Linked DNA regions of Zea mays: all the other regions are linked to region 3. Evidence: chromatin contacts called from public Hi-C data. All regions are on one chromosome and are shown on one strand. The core of a region is the stretch at or near the end of the contact, and the rest is flanking DNA. Distances in the headings are between cores, read along the strand shown. Region 1 holds the start of pht6 (phosphate transporter protein6). Region 2 holds the start of LOC100193610. Region 3 holds the start of LOC100285223 (protein phosphatase 2C ABI1).

Region 1 (4,563 bases), core at 263-2,762, 170 kb after region 3:
AGCGCACGCGCGTCGGGAATAGCTCGGCCGGCAGCACGAAGGTGGTGCTGTTGGGGCCGAAGTTGGCGAAGAAGAAGGTGAGCGCGTAGAAGAGGGCGAAGAGCGTGGTGTGTTTGTTCTTGAGGTCGTTGTACATGACGCCCATCAGTAGCATGAAGACAGACATCATGAAGAAACCGATGAGCTGGATCAGGTACCTGCATGCATTAAAGTAGTTCCATGCATATATAGCCCCCAATATATATATATATATAATATAAAAGCGGACGCGGACCGGAGCTCGTAAGTACCTGCCCATTTTGTCGATGAGCGCGACGGTGACCCAGTAGCCGGGGAAGGTGCCGAGGAGTGCGACGAGGAACATGGCCTTGGAAATCTCGAACACCTCCTTGAGGGCGTTTATGTCGTCGACGGGGCTCGTCAGTTTGATCGCCGGGAAGATGTCTTTCTGGGTCAGGTTCTGGCTGTAGAAGGCTATGTCGAGAAGGAACCACGTGGTGGCCGTGCCGATGAGGTGCAGGCCGTGGCGCCGGGCGAACTCCCTCGACAGCAGCGGGTAGTCGTTCGCCGCCTTGTACCTCGCGAGCTTGTCCTGCTCGGCCTGGATCTCGACGTCCATCACCTTCTGCATGTCGTTGGCCGCCTGCTTGGCGTTGCCCTCGATGAGCGCGGTGTACCTTGCCGTCTCGGGCATCTTCATCCGCCAGTAGAACGTGGCCAGCGCCGGGAACGCGCCGATCATCAGGACGATGCGCCACATGTAGTCCGCCGCCGGCATCTGGTCCTGCCACGACCGGTCGTGGTTCTCCTTCCACGCCGGCGCCGGGTGGTAGTGCAGGAGGATGCCCGAGACGATCATGGACACGAGCCCCGCGAAGATGATGCCGACGCCCTGCATCGCGAACACCGCGGCGATGAACGCGCCCCGCGTCTTCTTGTTGGAGTACTCGGACATGATGGTCGCGGACAGCGGGTAGTCCCCGCCGATGCCGAAGCCGAGCCAGAAGCGGAAGAAGCAGAGCGTGCCGATGACGGCGTGCGCCGAGCTGCCGAACGAGAGGCCCGAGCCGATGGCGCAGGCTGCCATGAGCACGAGCGTGATGCCGTACACGCGCTTCCGCCCGAGCTTGTCGCCGAAGTAGCCGAAGACGAGCTGGCCCATGAGCGTGCCGACGAGCGCGACGCCTGTCACCATGTTGTTGACGGACACGGGCAGAGTGCCGGGCTTGGGCTTGTCTATGTACAGGTTGTCGTCCGGGTAGTAGATGCGGCCGAGCAGCTTGGACACGGTGGAGATGCAGAAGAGGTCGTAGGCGTCGGTGAAGAAGCCCATGCCGGCGATGACTATGGCCTTCATGTGGTACATCTGGGTGCGCGCCGAGTCCAGCGCGTCCAGCACCGCCAGGTTCGACCCGCCCGGCGCCGCCATCTCGCCGCGCCCAGTCACGCAAGCGCGCCGGCAATGTAAGGCAGGTGTCCGCGTGGCGTGGCTGCCTGTGCAAACCTGATCCCGTGCTCTGATGTTTGGCTGCTTGCTCGCTGGGGCTCTTTATAGCCGGCGTACGAACCGGGAGCCCATCACAAGGTCGATGAACGAGAGGGGCGTCTACAACGAGGCCAAGGCCGTCATCATTGGCTCCCCGTCTCGTGCTGATTGGCAGCATATTCCGCTTGATCACTAGGCAGGCACTCTTCGTCTCCACAGATCGACGCGGCTGTGATGGAACGAGGAGTGGATATGGACGGACATAGACGTGTGATTTTGTCTCTTGAGCGATTTGCCGTAGCGTTTGTCCATAGCGGGGACGCGCGTAGTCAACTAGGGAGCATTGGTGTCATTTTGCCTAGGATATTCGACAGCGAGTCTGCCGATTCACCAAGGGCGCCGCCGCTGGCCTTGCGCGCACGCGGGAGCCGCGGCCGCATCTGCTACTCCCCCGTTGTGCTTTGTCCAGTTGTCCCCTGCACGCCCAAATGTCGGTTATTAACGTTTCTCGTGGCTTTAATCTGTATCGATTTCTACATTGTTTTATCTCTATAGATTACTGCTACAGCAGTCTAAACAACTGTCTTTAATCCAAAATAAACAGTTGGTTGTTGATGAAATGTTCAGATCAAATTTGTGCTTTTGTACATAAGAGATGTCATGCACATAGCATACATTCGTTTGATATGATTTATTACGAATTTAGTCATTTACGTATTTAGTTTACTCCATAAATACTCAATAAGTCTCTGGCCCTATTCATTACTCAAAATAGCAGACCTCAGTCGGTGCAGATAGATGTTCACATCCGTTCTTCGTGCATTCACCAACAAGAAGAGTAAGAAAGCAGTTGAGAGTTTGATTTTAATCCCCGAAGGTATTAAAAATCAAGGCAACATGATTAGATCGAGCTTCATCTTCATCCTATTGCCCCATCATTCTCAAGAAGGTGGAATGAAAGGATGAAGATGAAGGTTTAAACAAACACACGAGACATCAGAAAATAAGAAAGGGTAACACATAATATGGATTAAATATAAAGACACAAGATTCAAATGTAAGGAACGACATTCTATTATATTCCCTGTCTTTTTATTAAACAGAGGTTTACAAGTACCTTGGTCTTCGTAAAATTACAATGAGAGGGTAGATAGAATACAACTTCGTATAGAGTCTCGAGTCCTATGGGGGACGGATATCCCCCAGGTCCACCAGAAGGATAAAAGACCTCACGAAAGGCCCATGGGCCCAATAATCCGTGGGGTCATCCCTTCGTGGGCCTGGGGAAGAGCGCCTAGTGAAGTGGATCGGCACAAGATCGGATCGACGCAAGCCAGACGACCCGATGAATTCGAGCAGTGATGACAACAGTGACCCGACCTTCCCGCGCGGGAGCCTCGTACATCGGAGCCGAGCGAGGATGAGTCGGCTGAATTATAGAAAGATAAACTCAGTCAGTTCACTATTACTTAGACACACGTTGGTATCATATCCACATGTAATGCCCTACGGTCGAGTATATAAGGCCTAGGGGGCACCCCTTCAAAGACATCGACCTCATTACTTAGCCATCCACCCGGCTCTCTACGTTTCCAATACTAGAGAACCTCCTTGTAACCCACCACATAAAGTACTCACGCCAGGACATAGAGTGTTACGCATCTCAAAGCGGTCTGAACCTGTACACAACTGTCCACTGTCTCTCGTGCATCTAGCACGAACCATCGAGCTACAGTCGGTAACGCCGTCCTACTCCAAAAAGCACCTTGAGGGGCAACCCCGGGTGCGCGGTTGAAAGTCGCCTAGAGGGGGGGTGAATAGGGCGAATCTGAAATTTATAAACTTAAGCACAACTACAAGCCGGGGTTAGCGTTAGAAGTATAAACGAGTCCGAGAGAGAGGGCGGAAAAACAAATCGCGGGCAAATGAAGAGTGAGACACGATGATTTGTTTTACCGAGGTTCAGTTCTTGCAAACCTACTCCCCGTTGAGGTGGTCACAAAGACCGGGTCTCTTTCAACCCTTTCCCTCTCTCAAACGGTCACTTAGACCGAGTGAGCTTCTCTTCTCAATCAAACGGGACACAAAGTCCCCACAAGGACCACCACACAATTGGTGTCTCTTGTCTCGGTTACAATTGAGTTTGATCTCAAGAATGAAGAAAGAAAAGAAGCAATCCAAGCGCAAGAGCTCAAAAGAACACAAATGTCACTCTCTCTAGTCACTATTTGATTTGGAGAGATTCCGGACTTGGGAGAGGATTTGATCTCTTTGGTTGTGTCTAGAATTGAATGCTATAGCTCTTGTAATGTGTTGAAGGTGGAAAACTTGGATGCTATTGAATGTGAGGCGGTTGGGGTATTTATAGCCCCAGCCACCAAAAGTGGTCGTTGGAAGGCTGCTGTCGCATGGCGCACCGGACAGTCCGGTGCGCCACCGGACATTGTCCGGTGCGCCAGCCACGTCAGCAGGCCGTTGGGATCTGACCGTTGGAGCTCTGATTGGTGGAGCCTCTGGGCTGTCCGGTGGCGCACCGGACAGGTCCTGTAGACTGTTCGGTGCGCCGTCTGTCGCTGCTCTGACTCTGGCGCGCACTGTAGCGCATTGAATGTGTTTGCAGTCGACCGTTGGGCGCGAAGTAGTCGTTGCTCCGCTGGCACACTGGACAGTCCGGTGTGCACCGGACAGTCCGGTGAATTATAGCGGAGCGGCCTCCCATTTTCCCGAAGGTGAGGAGTTCAGCGTCGAGTTCCCTGGTGCACCGGACACTGTCCGGTGCGCCAGACTAGGGTGCCTTTGGGTTGTCTTTTGCTCCCTTTGTTTGAACCCTTTCTTGGTCTTTTTATTGGCTTATTGTGAACCTTTGGCACCTGTAAAACTTATATACTAGAGCAAACTAGTTAGTCCAATTATTTGTGTTGGGCAATTCAACCACCAAAATCTATTTAGGAAAAGGTGTAAGCCTATTTCCCTTTCAATCTCCCCCTTTTTGGTGATTGATGCCAACACAAACCAAAGCAAATGTAGAAGTGCATAATTGAACTAGTTTGCATAATTGTAAGTGCAAAGGTTGCTTG
Region 2 (4,110 bases), core at 865-3,364, 210 kb after region 3:
GCAGAGTGGTATACCACGTGGGACGGTACAAGTACACCAGCATCAATTGTAGACTGTGCTAAAAAAAAAGCCATTCACGTATCGATACACTAGTTCGTAGACTCCAGCGCACATCAAAACTCTACGTGCTCATCGGCATTCGGCAGCATATTACATTTCTCATCGACTCGAAGATAGTAACACGAACAGCGTGGGAAAGGCGTACAAGTACACAGTGCACGTAGGCACGAGACACAACACACTCTCGACGACGGACCAACGGCGCCGTTCCCGGTTCCGGCGTTCACCGTCCGCCTGTTTTCAGAAAATCGCGGGAAGCCGGTTTAGCGGGAAGAGGTCGCGCAGGTCCTGGAAGTAGTCGTTCTCCTGCACCGGCGACGCGGCCCAGCTGGGCGCGTCGTCAGACGAGGCGGGCTCGGCGACGGCGGCGGCGGCATTCCACGACGCCTCCGGCGACGACGGCTCGGCGTAGAGGAACCCCGCGTCGGGCTCGAAGTCCCAGAAGCCGCTGGTGGCGTAGACGGGCGCGTCCTCGAACGGCACGAACTCGCCCAGCTCCTCCTCCTCGAGGACGGCCAGGCTGCGGCGCTGGGCGGCCGGCGCGTCCGAGTCGTCCTCGGCGAGGGAGGACAGGGAGGGGACCTTGCGGAGCACGGACGTCGGCGACGACTCCGCGCCGGACTCGTAGCCCGCCGCCGGTGTCGTCGCCGGGTCCTGCCCGGCCCCGGCCCCGGAGCCGGAGCCGCAGTTAGTGGCGGCGGACGCGGAGAAGTTGGTGGTGGCGTTGGCCCCGCGGAGCTGGACGGCGGCGGCGTCGTAGACGCGTGCGGCCTCCTCCGCGGTGTCGAAGGTGCCGAGCCAGACGCGCACGCCGCGCCACGGGTCGCGGATCTCCGCCGCGAACTTGCCCCACGGCCGCCTCCGCACGCCGCGGAACTTGGTGCTCGCCGCGCCACCGGCGCCCTTGGCCAGCCGTCTCCGCGCCCCGCTGCACACGCCGGGACCAGCGACGCCGGCCTTCCTCCCGCGGTCGCCGTCCCCGGGGTTGCACTGATCCGGCACGGGAAGAGCCGCCGGTGCTGGTGCTGGTGCTGGTGCCAGCTCCCTCACCATTCTGCCGACCCTCCGGGCTCCGCAGCCCTCGTCGTCGCCGGAGGAATCGGTCAGGTCAGGATCGTCCCAGAAGATCCGCACCGTGCGCGAGCGCGACATGGCACGAACGAAGTACAGCAAAGATGGCGGCCGGGAGTTACACTAGACTAGACCCAAGCTAGCTAGCTAATAACCGAAGCGCACAGGCAAGGAGAGACAGACGAGCAAGTACCTCCCTGGCGTTGAGATGACACGAGAACCCCAACCAAACCAGGCCCTGCATGCAGGCTGCTACCCTGACCCCAGCAGGAAAAGAAGCTGCAGGGGGGGCGCGCGATCGGAACGGACGGCCGGGTGGATTTCCCTCCTGCCTGGCTCCTGCACTGCGGATCGGCAGGGGAATAAAGAGCAAAGAAAGGGTCGGGAAGGGAGGGAGGCGAGGCGATGCGAGCAGGAAGGCAGACCGGGGCGCAGGGGATCGGAGGAAGAAAGGGGGAGGAGGGAATGGCCGCAGTAAAGACGACGGGCTCTTTAAAAAGAGCAGCGGAAATGCAGCAGCAGCTACGAGTAGCTGAAAGCAGAGAGAGGCAGCAGCAGTCAGGCCGCGCGCCCGTCCTGTTGTCCCCTGCCGAGTTCGTAGTACTACGGACGCAGGCGCTGCTGCCGCGGCCCCGACGGGGACGCTGTAGCTATAACGGTTTTCGAGCTCCGTGAGCGACACTCCGGGCTCCTCGGCGAGAGGGAGCGGGGAGCTAGCTTCGGAAGGTCCTGGAGCAGGAGCACCGACGATAATAAAGAAAAAGGCTCGAAGAACAAGGCCGGAGACGAAGGAAGGGAGGTGGCAGCGGCGGTGTGGCGTGGCGTGGCGTGGAGAAAGCCGAGGAGGAGACCCTGTGAGAGCAGAGCTGGGAAACGGCGGCGGTGCGGTGGCGACGTGAGGTGGAGGGGGAGGAGTGGTGCGGAGGATGGAGGTGATGGGATGGGAGTTTCTGGGGGTTTGGCGAGGTTTTTTGGGGGGAGTGGAGTGGACAAGGCGAGTAGTGTCCAGTGTCCACCCGTCTTTCTTATAGGAATCCCCGACCCGACAGGCTCGGTTGCGACCCACGCTCGATTCCGCGGTGGTGACAGACAGGCCGCGCGCGCTAGTTTAACCAGGTCCGGCTCTGGCAAGAACCGTAATTAAGTTGTGCCGGTTAACCGGCCCCCTTCCTCCAGCCGCATTCACTCCCGCTGCGTGGGTTGGGTTTACTAATCACCCCGAGGCGTACGGCGTAGTGGCGTGCCATACCGCTACTCGGCCCCGGCTCCGGCGCAGACGATGAGGGAGTATGATTTAGGGTCTGTATATAACAGTTACACCGCTGAAATAGTAAATCTAGATCTTCGTGGAGATAGACAGAAAGAGAGTAACGGTAAGAACGGGAGAGGGAAAACGTCATAAGACTAGGAAAATATCAAAAAAAAAATTAAAAACGGTATCATATGTATCCCAGCTTCAACGGTGGTTAATTTTTATCAAGCTTAAATTTGTTGAGTAGCTATTAAAGAGCTTCACCGAGACGATGTATCTAAACCTCTAATTTATCAGGTCGTTAAATCTGAATTTCATGAACCTAACTGTCTACTTATAAAGTAGAGATATTTTTGGTAAATTTGAATCTGGATGAACCATCCCCTAAGTAGGTAGGTAGGTAGCTGTAAACTCCCACGAGCCTGCACTGCACTGCTCTGCACCTGTGCAGCCTTGTTTGGCTGGCACGGTGGCCGCTGGCGCGCGGGGCGCAGGGCGTGCAGCGCAAGTGGGAAAGCTGGCCACGGACGCGGACGCCCCGCGGGCCGTGGGGACGGGGCATGCGCGCCACTGCTCTGCGCGCGGTGGAGTCGCCGGCCGCCTGGCCTGCGCTTTGACTCGGCGGTACGTACCGTCTGTGACCTGAACATCGCGCTGTGTCCTCCTCCTCCTTCGCCAGTTCTTTTTCAAAATGGAAACAAAGTACTTACTGTCCTAACAGTGGGAAATTATGCACGGCGCTGCTGCTCGCTCGCTCGGTCGGTCGATATTTTTGGGAGTGATGCAGCGTCCGTCCCTTCGCTACAGTGATGCAGCGCGCGTCTTGAGCCCGAACAGCAGACCGCGCCGCGTCCACCCGTGGCGATATTTTCGGGCGCGGTACCGGTACGGAGCCACGGTGTGGCCCCGCGGCCGCGTGGTCCTGCTACTCATCCCTGAGCCCCGGGGCCCAGCGGGCAGCCTCCCTCGGCAGGCCGGGGCCGGGCCCGTCCGGGTCAGGTGGCGGGGGAGCCAGTCGCGGCGCGACGCGTTGTCACGGGGGGCTCGGCGCCGGCGGCCATCGGGACGCGGGCGATGCGAGGTGAGGCCGGCACGTGATGGCGGTCGGCCTCGGCCGCCCGCCCGTGGGCCGAGACGGCCAGACGCGAAAGGAAAATGGCCGGTCAAATCGTCGAGCGGAGCACCGGCGGGCGGCGGCGTCAGAGGCCCCCCTTCTGCACCGGACCCAATTTTAATCTTAACGAACCCATCACTCCCGGTGTTACAGTTGTACACGCCGCGCTTAAGTACTACTACTACTCACTCGCGAAGGAACTTAGCTTAAGTAATGAACAGGGACGACGATGGCGTAGGACATTCATGTCGAACCGGACCGCGTAGTGCGAGATATGGCTAAAGACAGTCCCTGATGTCTGTGTTCTCTGCTGTGCAGAGCTAGCGCTTCTATCAAATGCTCCTTTACGTCAGTTTTTTTCTTGAATTCAAATTAAAGTTTTGCATTACTGACTCACATCCTCTACCGCCGCTCCGATTCTCGCTATGGCAACAACAAAAAAAACTAAAAACACACAGCTTTCAACTATACTCTGGTCGATGAATGCAAGTATTCAGATCAGACATCACTGAGTTCTTCACACATTTTAAAAAAAAAAATAGATGCTAAATTTTCAGATTTCCAGTCAACGTACTAGCTAGGTTCACAACCAAACATTCAATCATTTTGCGTA
Region 3 (4,274 bases), core at 1,165-3,664:
GCTAAGACTAATGTGTTTCCAAGTATATTTCTGAATTTAGTCTTAGATTGAAAGGAAAATAGAGTTGCAGGCATAGGAACGCTTGCCCAACTCATGTACTTAAATTCATATCTTTCTTGTAAATGTCTCTAGATTTCATCAATTTTTGTGCTCAATGCCAAAGGGGGAGAAATTACTAGGCCAATGCAAAAGGATCGCACCACCACCCTATTTATCAAATATTCCAACTTGGTGCTTTTCGCCTGTGAAAATCCTCTTGACAACTAAGAGGAACAAAACTGTTTATGCCGAAAGGGGAGAATTTATAAAGGGGGAGTATTTATTTGACTAATGAAAAAAAATTTGAAATGGGGGGAGAATTATTCAAAACTTAAAAATTCTTTTGAAAATTCCATTCTTTTACTTTCGACCAATTGCATCCGTCTTTGAAAAAGATTTTATCGAAAGTTTGCAAAATCAATGCAAGTGGTGAAATGTAGTCCAAAATTTTAAATATGTCAAAAACACTCATATTCTCTTAGAACTGCTTTCATTTCAGTAACTTATGAACACTTGACACAAGTGAAAACTAGTTACAATTCTACTTCATATTTGCTTTGCTTTGTGTTGGCATTAATCACCAAAAGGGGGAGATTGAAAGGGAAATGGACTTAACCATTTTCTCTAATTGATTTTTGTGCTTGATGACTATCACAACCTTATGGACTAATTAGGGTGTGTTTATTTCTCTCATAGATTAAATAAGTTGGATTATGGTGGAAGGGTAGGAGAGTAAAATATCACTTTGGAACCACAAATAAGGTGAAATAAGCTAACATTGTGTAGCTTAATTCAGCTTATTTGTGATCTCAAAATGGTATTTTACCCTCCTACTCTTTCACCATAATCCAACTTATATAATCTAGAAGGGAAACAAATATGGCCTTAGTTTACCTAGTCTTTGATTCATAGGTCCAAAAGTTCAGATTCTAAGTCAGAAACAACTCCATACCAAGAAAAGGGGTAAAACTTGGAAGAGATGAACTATGTATAGTTCTACACCTTGGATAAGTTCTAAATACTTCTAGGAACCCAATTAACACACCTAAGGAGGTTGGATAGCTTAGATTCAACAATTCATTCATTTGGAGCTAAGTTCGAGCAAAATAAAAATATAAGTTGGAGAGCATAAAAATTCCCAGATCTATGACTTAGACTAGTTCGAAAGTCACTACATATGTTTGTCTAAGTCATAGGAACATCCTCAAGGCTAGTCAAAAAAGGCTTGAAAAAGTTTTGGAGAAAAAAGAGAAAATTAGGTTGCTGGCTGAGGCACTGGACCACCAGACCGTCCAGGCAGAGGACCAACACTTAGCCATTTTCCAACCGGTGCACTGGACTAGTCTGGTGGCTATCCGGACCGTCTATGTAGAGAGCATGTAAAACTGGCGTCCGAGGCAGATGGACTTTGGCGCTGAAGGGAAGGAGAGGGTGGAGAGTGGAAGGGACACCGGTCGCCGCGCCAGCTGCTGGCGCCCGAGGAGGGAGGCCGAGTGGCGGCGCGACGCTGGCGTCCTAGGAGGAGGAAGGCCCGCGTGGCGCCGAGCGGGTGGATGGGCTGACCCGGCTTTGATTCCGGCTAGGGTTGGAGAGTTTGAGATTTCTATAAGGCTTGTTCGTTTTGGTGATAATCCACATGTATTGGGTAGGATTGAGCCGGTTTAAATCCATAACAAGTCAAAATCCACCACAATCCCACCCAATACACTCCAATACACATGTAATATCAATAACCGAACAAGGCCTAAGGTGGTATCCGATTCCAATGTATCTAATTTCAATAGAACCCGTACCAAACACATGTAACAGTACCAGATAAAAAAAATTGATACTATTACATTACGCCGACCAAACACGTCGTAGATTGTTTCAGGCGCAGGCTGCGCGCTCAACACTTGGCGTGCAAAGACCCAAGGCATCTGGGCCTGTCGCAGATTGGCAAACGGCTTGCCGATAGCGTGCGTCTACCAATTCATCTTTTCTCGCTCCTCCACGTAACCCCTACCTCTTCTCACCGGGTCCCACGCGGCGTTACCAAAAAGCCCCAGACGTATGGCATGGGGGCGCATGGCCTTCTCCACGCAGACCAGCGCCTACTGACACCTGGGGCGCATGGCCTGTCTTCCGGATCCCGTCTCTTGGTTTCACGAGCGCCGCGCGCACCAGGGGGTTTCCTCGAGCCCCGAGATCGAAAGCCACCCATCGCGAGCGCCACGCGACGGCGCGTCGGATGATCCACGCCGTCCACGTCCAGGCCCGCGGGATCCACGTCCGGATACATCGCCCGCCCGCGCTGTCGCGCATCCGGGCCAGACAAACACCGATCCGACGGCCGTTCGCCGCGTATTAAAACCGGTCTCACCCCCGACGCCCTCGCTTCTTTCGCCCTCCTGCCTTCCGCTTGTAGTTGTAGTAGTGGGGGGAGAGTGGGAGAACCGGAGAAGAGATGAACAGTAGTGAGGCTAGCACGCAAGACCGTGTTGCGCCCGCGCTCGAGGCTACGGAGAAGATACTGGCCGCCGTGGCGCGGCTGCCGGGACGTCGGATGCTGGAGCTAAGGCGGCTGGGACGCGCTGCGCCCTCCGCGGGTGCGGAGACCGAGGCGGCGAAGCGGGGCCGCTCTGTGTCGGACGACACCTCCGCGGGCTCGTCCCGCGAGTCGTCTGCGAAGGTGGCGCCCGAGCCCGAGCCGCAGGGTGGTGGGGCTCCTGCGGTGGCACCGGGGTGGCCCAGGCCCGTGTCGCACGGCGCGATGTCGGTGATCGGGCGGCGCCGGGAGATGGAGGACGCGGTCGCCGTCGCCGCGCCGTTCCCGGCGGGGGTGGAGTTCTTCGCGGTGTACGACGGGCACGGCGGGTCGCGGGTGGCGGACGCGTGCCGGGAGCGGCTGCACGTGGTGCTCGCGGAGGAGGTGGCGGCGCGTCTGCACCTTGTTAGGAACGGCGGCGAGGACGAGGAGGGGGACGGGGCGCGCTGGAGGGAGGCCATGGAGGCCTGCTTCGCGCGCGTGGACGGCGAGGTGGCCGTCGTGGAGAGCGAGTCGAACAACGTCGGCCACGCGGTGACGGTGGGCTCCACCGCCGTCGTGGTGGTCGTGGGGCCCCGCCACATCGTGGTCGCCAACTGCGGCGACTCCCGCGCCGTGCTGTCCCGCGGCGGTGTCCCCGTGCCGCTTTCCTCCGACCACAAGGTACGTACTAACAAGTGCCCAGCACCCCGCGCACGGCACGCACTACCCTCTCCCGACCTGCCAAGTGCCCGCCCCCCCCCCCCCCAGGCCCCAGATCCGCATTGATTTAGAACCGCTCGCGATACGGCTGCCGTGCGCGCACGCGTCCAAGTCGCCGTCATGACGCCATTGCCTGCCGTGCCGTGGCCCGAGATGTTTCCTACGGCCGGGATCAAGGGTATTTTTGGTTCCCTGCCTAACTTGCCACAGTTTGCCTAACTTTTCTGCCTAAGGTTAGTTATTCAATTTGAACGACTAACCTTAGGCAAAGTGTGGCGTAGTTAGCCACGAACCAAACAGTCCCAAAGGTGTCGCGCGCAGGCCGGAAAAGGGCAGGCCCCCAAGGACTCTGCGCCGGCACCGCGCCAACAAACCCTGGCTTTGGCGTGCGGACGACCGGCCGGACGTGCCGTCGTGTCGAAGCGGCACCGCTCGTCTCGACCCGTCGTCGACCCCTGTGCCGCAGGTTTCGTTACGTTTCGTTTCATCGCACCCTTTTGTTCTCGCTTTCGGCAAGGGTAGCCGCACTGTGCCAAACCGGAAGGTCATCATAGCTCGTGGCCGGGTGTATCTAATCTAGGTGACCGATGGCGTGAGAAAACACTAGTCCCCGAGGACTCCACACCACCTGTCCAAGTTTTTTATTTTATTTTATTTTATTTCAGGCCAAGCGGGGGCAGGCTGGTCTACACCTGGCCGGGGCCAAGGCAAATGGTTCCCCGCGGCCGCGACGAGCGTGTTCGGTCGCGGTTACCCAATTGGCTCGATGCAAAGGTTGTTTGGTTGGATCAAGGTCGGCTAGTTCTGATAGCGTGATTCGCTGCGCCTCTATACATGCTGCCTAATAGTAATACTATCTTTCATTGGGCTCCTTCTTGCACTGGGAAGGAACCCCAAGGTCGTTCTCTGTGTACAGTGTACTAAACCGGGAGGAAACTGCTTGCTTCCAGCTCATGCAATGTTGAATTTCGTTACGACATTCAAATGGTTTTTTTGTAGGAGCTCA

The links. Hi-C and Micro-C count contacts between places; a contact is called where the count stands out from the background.
Region 1: a Hi-C map of leaf shows a contact between it and region 3, with 7 times the contacts expected there. The contact joins the promoter of pht6 here to the promoter of LOC100285223 in region 3. A contact is called at or near these places in 2 of 25 Hi-C or Micro-C datasets (ear and leaf).
Region 2: a contact with region 3 is called in a Hi-C map of ear, with 2.3 times the contacts expected there. The contact joins the promoter of LOC100193610 here to the promoter of LOC100285223 in region 3. A contact is called at or near these places in 5 of 25 Hi-C or Micro-C datasets (bundle sheath, ear, leaf and 2 more).

Annotation. Positions count from the first base shown.
Region 1 is chr8:151,947,470-151,952,032 of Zm-B73-REFERENCE-NAM-5.0, forward strand. It overlaps pht6 (phosphate transporter protein6), which reads right to left and starts at 1,513. Exons shown (of 2, transcript NM_001112306.1): 1 at 291-1,513; 2 at 1-197. The coding sequence starts at 1,429.
Region 2 is chr8:151,990,108-151,994,217 of Zm-B73-REFERENCE-NAM-5.0, forward strand. LOC100193610 reads right to left here and starts at 2,115. Exons shown (of 1, transcript NM_001138712.1): 1 at 141-2,115. The coding sequence starts at 1,212. The coding sequence ends at 301.
Region 3 is chr8:151,775,489-151,779,762 of Zm-B73-REFERENCE-NAM-5.0, forward strand. LOC100285223 (protein phosphatase 2C ABI1) reads left to right here and starts at 2,415. Exons shown (of 3, transcript NM_001370708.1): 1 at 2,415-3,229. The coding sequence starts at 2,486.